Linked DNA regions of Sus scrofa: region 1 is linked to region 2. Evidence: chromatin contacts called from public HiChIP or PLAC-seq data. All regions are on one chromosome and are shown on one strand. Each heading gives the region's core, a stretch centred on a gene start, on an enhancer-like site or on the middle of the called end of the contact. The rest is flanking DNA. Distances are from core to core; before and after follow the strand shown. Region 1 holds the start of PPARGC1B (peroxisome proliferator-activated receptor gamma coactivator 1-beta). Region 2 overlaps LOC106509607 (a long non-coding RNA gene).

What was found. HiChIP or PLAC-seq counts read pairs in DNA pulled down with a chosen protein or histone mark.
Region 1: a contact with region 2 is called in an H3K27ac HiChIP or PLAC-seq map of alveolar macrophages. The contact joins the promoter of PPARGC1B here to the enhancer-like site in region 2. A contact is called at or near these places in 8 of 47 Hi-C or Micro-C datasets (alveolar macrophages, blood, embryonic fibroblasts and 4 more) and 2 of 2 datasets of contacts at active chromatin or transcription factors (alveolar macrophages and skeletal muscle).

The regions. Positions count from the first base shown.
Region 1 is chr2:150,821,296-150,826,868 of Sscrofa11.1, reverse strand. It overlaps PPARGC1B (peroxisome proliferator-activated receptor gamma coactivator 1-beta), which reads right to left and starts at 3,531. Exons shown (of 11, transcript XR_002342022.1): 1 at 3,392-3,531. It overlaps MIR378-1 (microRNA 378-1), which reads right to left and starts at 1,004; the gene lies at 925-1,004.
Region 2 is chr2:150,744,837-150,749,763 of Sscrofa11.1, reverse strand. It overlaps LOC106509607 (a long non-coding RNA gene), which reads left to right. Exons shown (of 4, transcript XR_001307281.2): 4 at 4,029-4,142. It also overlaps a transcript of ARHGEF37 not described here. Among named protein-coding and RNA genes, the nearest start is that of PPARGC1B, 76 kb to the left of the region's middle. Within about 2 kb of position 1,318, at least 15 of the 83 cell types and tissues checked have an H3K27ac peak or open chromatin away from gene starts, as enhancers often do. A contact at or near this core is called in alveolar macrophages and skeletal muscle, where this site is marked.

The DNA.
Region 1 (5,573 bases), core at 2,282-4,781, 75 kb before region 2:
TAAGGGGTTGGGCCCGATGATTCATCAGGTTCCTGCCAACTCGACATTTTGGGCATCTATGATTGTCGTCCCAAGCAACCAAGCGACTTCAAACAACCCATATTTAGTGTGGCCTCCGGAGCCTCGGCCGCTGCCCACAGCTGCAGCCCTCTGCATTCCTCTCTCCCCAAGCTCGCCGCCCAGCTGTCCCCTGTCCCCCCCTGGCCGGCCTAAGAGCTGCCCTCGCCTGCAGGTCTTGTGCCCAGCCGAAAGCCGAGCGAAGGCACTCAGCACGGTAACAGGTGCCACGAGGGCACAAAGAGATGACAGGCACGACTCCTCCGGTTCCAGAATCTGCCTGGGACACGGGGCTCACGCACCAAGGGCTCGGTTGTGCAACGCGGCCTAAGGAAACCCGAGGGGAGGGAGCAGAGTGAGCCGGGTCGGGAGGCCTGCCGGCTGCAGGAGAGGGCGATGCAGGCCAGGGGCGAAGGCGAGCGGAGGGAGGCCCACCCGGAGGCCTTTGGGACACACGCCCCGAACCCTTCCAAGAAGCTTTCGCAATCCTCGGCCTGCTGAATTTCGGAACTCTGACCTGAGGAGGTGAAAGTTAAGTCTCCTCAACAGAAGCTCTCCCTCTGGCTACTCCGGATTAGCCGCCAAAGACAGGACTTGGGGAGAAAGCTGATCAACGACCTTTTTCCTCACTCTTCCCACCCCTTCCCGAGGGGGAGATGGGGGGCGAGGGTCAAGGAGGGGCTGGGGAGGGGGGGGAGAAGTGGCAGCAACAACCGGACATCCCGCATGCAAACAGAGCTCACCCCCAGCGGCCACGGGCTCCGACTGCGGGCGCCACCAGCCCCATTTGACAGATGGCGGAAGGGAGGCTGGGAGAGTCCAAAGGGCTGGCTCCGGGGTCACCCAGCCAGAGAGCGGCGAAGGCGACTCCACGCAGGCCTTCTGACTCCAAGTCCAGTGCTATTTCCAGGCAACACACAGGACCTGGAGTCAGGAGCCCTGGGTGGCTCTGTCACCCACTGGCTGCGTGGTCCTGTACCGGCCGCGGGGCTCTCACAGCCTCTCTCCCCAGCTGTAAAATGAGCAGGCCCGCGATGGCCCGCCCAGGTCCCCTTCCGCCGGCTGGCTGAGCCTTCTAGGGGCGGCGGCAAAGCTCCCCTCTCAGTTACATTTCCCAAGTTGGGCCGGCAAGGATCACCGAAGCGCCGCGGCCCGTCACGTGGTTACATAAAAAAAGCCAACGTCCCAGATTAACTTTCACTGCACCGCTTCTGCCGCTACCTCATTACCCAATTTTCCAGGTTCCTTGGGTGAGAGATCCCTGCTGGGTAGGCCCGCCGGGCGGCTGAGAGGGCCAGTGATGAAGTACTGGTGAGCCAAAGAACACCGAGGATGGAGTGCGAACCGGGGGTCGGGGCCAAAGCGGACAAGTGTTTGCTATGGGGCTCCGGACTCTTCCAAGTCTCCTTCACCGGCGTCTTGGCTGAGAGGTTTGGAGTCACCCACCCAGACCAGCCCGAGGGCCGAGGACAGAACGGTCCCAGCGGCAACGGTGCCCCGGCCCCCGCCTGCCGGCTGGGGGGCTGCGGGGGCGGGGCGGTGCCGGGGCTGGGCACCGCCTTGGGCGCTGACACGGCCGCGGGGCGAGCCACGGCCCCGGTGCCCGCCGCGGGAGCTCCACCGCAGTTTCGTCAGAGGTAAAGGTACGCGCCCGGCGCGCGCCGCGTGTGCACACAAACACAGCCTCGCGCGCGCGGACCGCGCATCGCCCTCTCCCGCCGGCCTGGCCGAGCGCGATCACACGCCCCCGGCGCCCTCGGCCCCTGCCCGGAACCCACCCGAGCGCGCCGCCACCGACCACGAGGCCCCGCGGCTCCCTGACGCATGGACGTCCGCAGCGGGCACGGGCTGGCCTCCTCCCGCGCGTGGCGGGCTTCCTCCCGGCGACAGCCCGCCGTGCCGCGCCGTCCCATCAGCCAGCGGGGACTCGCCCGCCGGCGTCCGCCCAGAGCGGAACGTCTCGGCTGCGGCATCCCCTCGGAGCGCGTCTCGCCGCCCGGAGTCAGCGCGCAAGCCTCTCCCCGCCCACCGGGTCCCATGACAGCTGCTGCCGCCCAAAGACAGGCGGATTCTAACAAGAAGCAAAGTTTCTCCCTCCCGCTCTCCCCTCCCACTCGCCCGCCCCCCGCCTCCCCCTCCCTCCCAGTGTTATGCAAAGCAAGCCGGCACCGGCGCTCCGGCCCCAGGTACCAAACCGGCCCTCGCGAGCCGCGCCCGGTTGCGCCCGGCGGCCCCTCTCGGCGCTCGGGCGTGCGCCCGCATCCGGGGTCTCCCGCTCGGCTCCGCCGCGTCCCCCGCCGCCCGGCTGCCCGCAGCGGGGCGCCCGCGCGGAAAGCCCTAACTATGGGGCCAAACTTTAAGCTCGCAACAGGCAGGGGTGGGGGACAGCGGGGAAGGGGCGGGGGGCGCGCACGCCCCGCGCAGGCATGTTCGGTGCCGCGGGGGGCAGCAGCACCCCCCCGCCCGCGTCTCCACGTCCCCGGCTTCCTCGCTCCCCCCTCCCGGCACACCAAAGCACCCTCTCCTGTCACGCGCGTGTCGCCGGTGGGGCTCCCAGGCGCAGCCGGAGCCCGGGACGCCGCCTCGCCTTCCCTTCCCCCCCGCACCGCCGAGCGCGCACCGGGGCCGCGCGCTGCAGGGGGACCCAGGCGCCCCCACACCGTCCTCCGCCCCCATCCCGCCGCGCTCTGGCCCCCGGAGGCTCCGCCGAGTAGCGAAAGCAGGAAGGTGCTATCCCCGCCCGCACGTCCACGTGCCCCACAGACCCCCTACGCCCTCAGCGGGCAACTGGCAGGAAACTCCGCGCTGCGGCCGCTTTGGGGAGCCTCGGGGGGGCAGCAGCAGAACGCGGGGTATCGGAGACTGGGGAGGGGGGTCAGGGGACTCCGGGGACCGGGGCAGGCGCCTGTGCCCGGGCCACAAGTCCACGTGAAAGTACGGCGGCAAGTGCCGAGAGCCTGAGGGCGCGCCTCCCGCACCCAGAGCCAGCCTGAGGGTCCCGCACACCTTGGCGCGGCTCCACCTCCCAAAGAAGCGTGCAAACACCCCCCCCTCCTCCAGCACGGCCGGGGCGGGGGGGGGCCGGACGCCCAGCAACCAAGGCTAGACCCTCCCCAGCAGCCGTGGCGCCCCCAAGGCTCCCGCCTGCTCGGCGGCCCCCCAGCTCCCCGTGACCCTCACGAAGCGCATCGCGGGGTGCGCCGAACAGGGCTTCTGCACCCCGGAGCCCCGGCCCCCCAGTGCGCCCACCGCTGCCGCCGGCCTCTGCGGCTGCGGCAGCAGCCCCCGCGGCTCAGCCCCGCTGGCCTCGGGCCCGCGGCCCCGCCGGCCGTACCTGCGCGTCGGCGAGATAGTTGAGGAAGAAGGAGGAGAGCTCTTCGTCCAGGAGCGCGCCGCAGTCGTTCCCCGCCATCTTCCAGCCGCGGCTGCAGCGTGCGGCGGAGTCAGCGCCGAGCCGGCCGCGGGGGTGGGGGGGCGGGCGCGAGCGGCCGAGGGAGGCGGGCGGAGCGAGCGCGGCCGGCGGGAGGGGGCGGAGCCAGGCCGCGGCTGCCGCAGGGCCGCTGGCGGCGGGGGCGGGGCCGCGCGCGGAGGGCGCCCGCGGGGGTCTCGCCCCCCCTCCCCGCCCCGGCGCGGCGCTGCGCCGCGGCCGGCGCCGCGATCCGCTCCCGCGGGCCCCGGCCCGGGAGGAAGGCGCCGGCAGCCGGGCGGCTGTGCCCCAGCCGGCGGCCTGCCGCCTGCGCAGCAATGCGGGCGGCCCAGCGCTCCGGCCGGAGCGAATCACGTTGCGTTAGCGCTGGGCGGGTCCGGAGCCAACCTGCTTCTGCTCGGCTGGGAAAACTGAGGCCCGAGAAGGCAGAGGACTTTGCAGCCTCGGTGTGTTGCAGATTGCAGGGCAGACAGGCAAAGCCCCGGTCTGACGGCCCCGGAGGCTTGAGTTTGCCCAGCAGGGCTGCCGGCCAGAAAGGGAGGAACACCCTAGGGCCAAGGCGGAGAAATCAGGGAAGGCTCCTCGGAGGTGGTGGCTTTTGAAAACTCTTTCCATGGGAGATACGCTGACCAATATTCTAAATGTAACCATCTCTGGCTCTCAAGGCTCCTCTCATTCCCTAGTCCTCCCCTTCCCCCTCAAAAACACCCCCAAAACTTCACTGACTTCTCTAACCATGGCCCACAATGCCTTGAAGCAGCCAAACTGCCTGCTTCCCCAGGCCCACTGGCCTCCTCCCTGGTTGAACCATCTCACAAGCGGCCTCCACACCCTGAGTGGTAGCCCACATCTGCCCTGCGTCCTTCCCCACTGCCCCGCAGACTGTCGGCCATTGCCTCTCCCCTACTCCCACCGGGCTCCCTTACACCTGCAGGCCTTTTTTTTTTTTTTTTTTTTTCCTTTCCTAATTTCTAATAATTCCTTCTTTTTTTTTTTTTTTTTTCCTTTGGCTACCCCAGCATATGGAGTTCCCAGGCCAGGGATCAGATCTAAGCCTCAGTCGTGACCTGCGGCAACGCTGGACCCCTTCACCCACTGGGTTCGATCCCGCATCCTGACACTACAGAGACACCTCTGATTCTGTTGCACCCCAGCGGGAACTCCAGATCTGCAGGCCTTTAAAACATTGGTAACGGTGGCATTTTACATTAGTGTCAGCAAAGATTTAATCTTCACTACTAAACTTCCTACTACACTCGAAGACCCATGAAAGCAAGGCCTGAACCTGCTTTTGCGCATGCTGTGTCTCCAGTGCCTGGCACATAGTAGGTGCTTAATAAAGAAGGTGTTAACTAAAAATTCCAGAGGATTTTGATCTACCTGCTGTTACCACCACCACACACAGTATAGATAAGGAAACGGCCCAGGGTCAACACTGTACCAGGAGTGAGTGCCAGAGCCAGGACCAGAACTCAGACCTCCTGACGCCAACCTTGAACTCTCATTGTTATGCCTCGCTGTTTGCCAGGCAGGAGATGAGGGCACCGCCTGGGTAAAGGCAGGAAGGCGGGAAGATTTCGGCCTGTTTTATTGGGCCCTCCTGCCTCCTGCACACACAGGGCTGCCCCACCCTGCCTGCCCTGCCTGGGCTCCCTCCCAGCCAGAGGAGGAAGCAGGGAGCGTCCCGAGAGAACACCTGCTCAGACTTGAACACCCCATCGAGAGCTTCCTTCTTCTCCAGCCTGAGGTTCCCAGAACCGGCAGGGTGTAATTTCAGTCTTTGGGCTTCAGACGAGGGTGCCTTAAAGGAACAAGGCATCCCAAGGGAGCACCTCCACATAGCCTCGGAGCAATGACCTGGGAGTCGGCAGCCCTGGGTTCTGGCCAGTCTAGCACATCCATTCCAATATTGGGCAACCCAGGGAGGTAAGAGCCCGGGCGCTGCAGCCAGACGGCCCGGCTGCGAACACCTGCAAGGTGTATCCTCACGTAGGCTCAGGCCTCGTTTGCTCATCTACACAGATGCGGATGGCAGATCACTCACACCACAGGGATGCCTGGGTGATGGAGGAGGCGGTACCCGTCAGGT
Region 2 (4,927 bases), core at 69-2,568:
CTGGGAACCTCCATATGCCATGGGTACGGCCCTAAAAAGACAAATAAATAGACAGACAGACAGACAGACAGATAAAAACCCATAGGAAGAAACAGACCATCACCTTATTCTGGACATGTCATGTCTGGAAGGGCATCAGCTGTCTTGCAACCGAGAGGAGAGCTGGCCTGAAGGCCACTTGGAGCCTGAAGAGGACAGGGCAGAAAAGCGGAAAGAATCTGACCTTTGCTACGACACCGAGCCACTGAAGCAACCAGCCCTGGAACCAGCCTCCTTTGGACGGGGAGTGTCATGTGATAAACGTCCCCATTGCTCAGGCCAGTCACCCTGGAGTCCTCTCTTTGCGTGGCCTCCGCACACTAAGTGACCCCAACAGCCTTTGCTGGTTGAAAGGGTTTCCACCGAGAAAGGACACTTCCCTCGCGGGGGCTGGGGCTCGAGGCAAGCGGCGGGGCCACTCTGGGAAGTGCAGGATGCGCTTGGGAGACTCCTACGCGCTCCCTCACTTTCCAGCCCCGGAACACGCTCGCTCGCCTCTCTAGGCCTCGGGTCTTCACCTGCACAAGAGGAAGAGTGACCGGAACATCATCGGGTTGTCGTGAGGACTGAGGCCATGCACGGGTCGTGACATAAAACCACAATGGCCACACATGGAAGGTCCTCTCGTCTGTGCGTCATTGGACCAGGATCCCAACCAAGTCCAAACAATGACTGGCAAAGTGATGACACGTCTCAGAACTTCCTCAGAAGCTTCCTGAAAGCTTCAGGTTCCCGACGCCTTCCCTGGGGATCATGATCTGAGATGGGGACCTTTTCAGGTATAAGCTGCAGAAACCAACTCAAACTGGCTGAAGCAAAAGCGAATGACAATAATAGTGATAACGAAAATAAAAGGGCAGGAGTTCCCACTGCGGCTCAGGGGGTTAAGAACCCAACTAGTATCCATGCGGACGCGGGTTTGATCCCTGGCCCCGCTCAGTGGGTTAAGGATCCGGCGTTGCCACAAGCTGCCATGCAGGTCTCAGATACAGCTCGGATCTGGTGTGGCTCTGGCTGTGGCTCCGATTTGGCCCCTGGCCTGGGAACTGACATGGGCCACAGGTATGGCCCTTAAAAAAAGACAAAAGAGAGAGAGAGAGAACTAAGAAAAATAAAAGAGTAATTTGTTGGCTCCTGCATTTGAAGAGCCCAGAGGAGAGAATTTCAAACGTGGCTGGACCTAAGTGCTGCCCATCTGTCACGAGTCTGCTCGCTCCCCTGCTCTCCCTCTGTCTCATCCCCTCTCGTGATTGGCCTCTGTGTTGGTTTCATTCTTAGTCAGCCTCTCCAAGCTGACAGCGACCAGCCTACGGCCTCCGAAAACGAGAGCATCTCTTGCTCTGCCCAAGTCCTGGGGCTGCCGCTCCAGCCTGGCCTTGACCCCTGGGCTGAGCCCCCTGAGACTGGCCCAGCAGGGGAACTCGCCCACCCCCGGAGACCACCCCAAACTACAGGGGGCTTGTGTGGGCAGTGACAGCTCCCTGAGGTAACAGGGGTGCTTCTCGGAAGAAGAAGAAATGGGTGCTGAGCAGACAAACCCACCACAGGCGTCGGAATCTGTCCTTTTGACCAAGTCGCCGGTTGAATGTGCAGCACAGGCCGTCTGGGAAGGACCGCTGGACAACGCCTGGTTTAGGACTCCCTAGAGTCATGGCCTTCCCTTCTTCCTAGGAAATGCTAAACATGAGCAAATAAATAAAACGGATCCCCAAACAGCGCCATCCTGGTGGAAGGAGGGGTCTGGGGGCCTCCCATCACCCCCCAGGCAGCCCCTAAGGCCCCCGGGGGCTCCCGTGAGCACCCCGACTTCCTCGCTCCCCGTGGTCTCTTGTGCTCTGATTCTCCAGCCCTGCGTCTGGTGCAGTGGAGGGGAGGGGTCTCCGGGGTCTCCCCTAATGCCGTCCTCGCTGCCCCCCTCCCATGCGTCCGCCGCCAGCGCCAGAGGAGTAAACAGGGACAGGAGGGGCCGGCGGCTGACTTAGAAGCTGCGTCACACATGCCACATCGGATGCTTCTAGCTTTGAAAGCCCATCCTGGCCTGAGGCCAGAAGGCTCGTGGGCTCTGCGGCGCTGGGCCCTGGGGCGGCGTGGGCGCTGCTGACCCGCCTGTCTGCCGTGACGGAGCGAGGCCGACAGCGTGGCCTCGGTGGAGGCCGCGGAGGTGCTGCGGGGACACTGGCTGGGGAGACGCGGCAGAGGATGAAGTCAATTTCACACTTTATTAGTCAGGCTGGGGCCAGCGGAGGCCGCCCTGAAACTGGGCTGAGGCCCCAACCCCCTCCTCCCTTCGCCGGCAAGAAAGGCCTTTCTTGCCTGAAACTCTTCTTCTTGAAGGAGCAGGCTTCTTTTTTTCTACTCAACCCCCCCTCGGCATTCACGCGAGGAGCTGGAATCCCTTTTATTCTGTAAGAGGCCCAAGCTGAGGGGTGAACCAATCCTGCGTGTGCGTGGGGAGGGCGGAGGTGTTGAACTGCGATTTTTTTTTTTTGTCTTTTTGTCTTTTTGTCTTTTCTAGGGCTGCTCCCGCGGCATATGGAGCTTCTCAGGCTAGGGGTCGAATCGGAGCTGTAGCCACCAGCCTACGCCAAAGCCACAGCAACGCGGGATCCGAGCCACATCTGCGACCCACACCACAGCTCACGGCAACGCTGGGTCCTTAACCCATTGAGTGAGGCCAGGGACCGAACCCGCACCCTCATGGTTCCTAGTTGGATTCGTTAACTGCTGCGCCACGACGGGAACTCCTGAACCGTGGCGTTTATTAGTGCGCATACTCACCCACCCTCCACTGAACAAATGTGCACGGAGAGCCTACTGTGTGCCAGCCACCTGAGCCTGGTGCTCGGGGCAAGAAAACATCACGTCTTCGGGAACCTCCTTCATTCACCAGCTTTCCCCCAGCGCCTCCACCCGGCACCCGGCACCCAACACGCCGGGCTCGGGGGATGCAGGGAGAACAGGCGACGCAGCCCCTGCCTTCCGGGAACAAGGGACAGATCCTTCTGTAAAAAGGCGGTTCCAACAGAGAGGACGAAGAACCCGAGCAGAGGCACACACAGGAAGAGGACTGGGACCCAGGAAGGAAGGCTTCCGGGAGGAAGAGACACGTCCCTGAGCCCTGAAGGGCGACTTGGCAAAGGAGAGGAGGGCGAGCGGAAGGGCAGAGAGAACAAGGCACATCCCGCCCAGCCCGAGCACAGAGCTCAAGGAGCAGAAGGGAAAACGGGCCAGACCACGGCGCTCCGGTCAAGGACCCCGGAAAGACCAGCAAGGGCCCTGGACTCGGAGGCGTATTTCTGAAAGCTGACCCTGGTGGTGGCCCGCGAAGGACAGACGAAGGCGGGAGGCAGTGGATGCAGGGACGCAGGCAGAGCCCCAGCCCGGCATCGCGCAGCGGGGAGGGGTCAGCGGGTGTCGCTGGGAGAGCTGAGGGATGCCGTGCTTTGGGGGGTTCTCCGGAGGGCAGCGCTCGAGTACAGGGGACAAAGACTCGACTGGGAGGCAGAGGAAGCTGGGTTCAGACCTGCTCTGCTCTTAGCCCCGACGTGACCTCCAGCAGGAGCTGTACCTCGCTGTGCCTCCTTCATAAAACGGGACCCTACGCCCGCCTAACGGCTCACAGCGCGGGCAAAGGCACGGGCACCGTGAGGAGCACGTCGGAGCCTGCGAGGGGAAGGGGACACCTCAAAACCGAGTCCACAGGAAAACAGGGCAGGGCAGCCCATCTGCTCCCGGCATCCCTTGAGGGAACCACAGATCCAGCGTGCTCTCCCTATAAACCAGGGCTGAGATCCTACCTCCAGGCCTCTCTCTGTGGCCTCTGTGGTCACTCGATGCCTTGAAGCCTCCGTCTCCTCGACTGTAAGTCACCGACTTGGCAGGGCTGTGGTGGGGATGGGCCGAGAGGGTGCTTAGCACGTAGAAGGTGCTGCATAATCAGCTGCCAGGCTTCTTACTAATATTCGCTCTTCTTACTTTCATTCTTGCAGGAATCAGGAGCACTTCCTTCGTGCCAGGGCCTGTGCTGGGCATCAGAGAAAAGCTGCAAATAATAAAGATGTCCGTAAATATTTATTAAAGGCTCATGGATCTGATGGCTCTTTACGTGTGTATACAGGCATTAATTAATCAAAGCCCCACGTCCATCCTGTGCAAGAGCTACTGTTACTGTCAACTCCGCTTTCTAGGAGAGGAAGCTGAGGCTCAGAGCAAGAGGGGAGCTTTCCCAAAGTCACCCCAGGGGTGAGGGAGGTGGCTCTGAGCCTGGCTCGTCTGGTTCCTGAGCCCTCACGTGAGGCCGCCTGCCACGCGAGGGTCAGCAGTCCGGTGTCTGCTCGACCCAAGCCACCTGGGACCTCCTGGGGGACGAGGGACGGCTTCTCCTCGCAGTGGTCCCACACGCTGGCATCGGACGGCCTGGCTGTGGAGCCCGGCTCTGCCGCTTCAAGTCTGCGTGACCTTGAGGACGTTATTTAGGGTCTCTGTCCCTCAGCGCTTCCTCTGTAGACGCCACACAGCAACACCCTCAGCGAGCTGTGTGAGGTGACACTGAGGTGACAGCCTCAGCGAGACAGTGCATCCAAGCGCTCGGCCCAGTGCCTGGCACACATACGTGCTCAAGAACGTCGGCTGTTATTTCGAAGTGAAAGGGGACTTTATTGATGCCTGGAAACAAAGTACAGAAAGCACAGGGGTGGCACCGACCTTGGGCCACCGAGCTGTGGGACTTCCCGACACCGTCAGAGGGCGAACACTGGGCCACCGGGGCCTCTGTTACCCTGCCTCTCCCGCCGCCTCTCTCGCCCACATCATTTGCTCTCTTCTCTTCAGTCTGGCTTCCGCTCTTGGCACCATGTCCCCGAGATGTGGTACCATGGGCCTCGGGTAG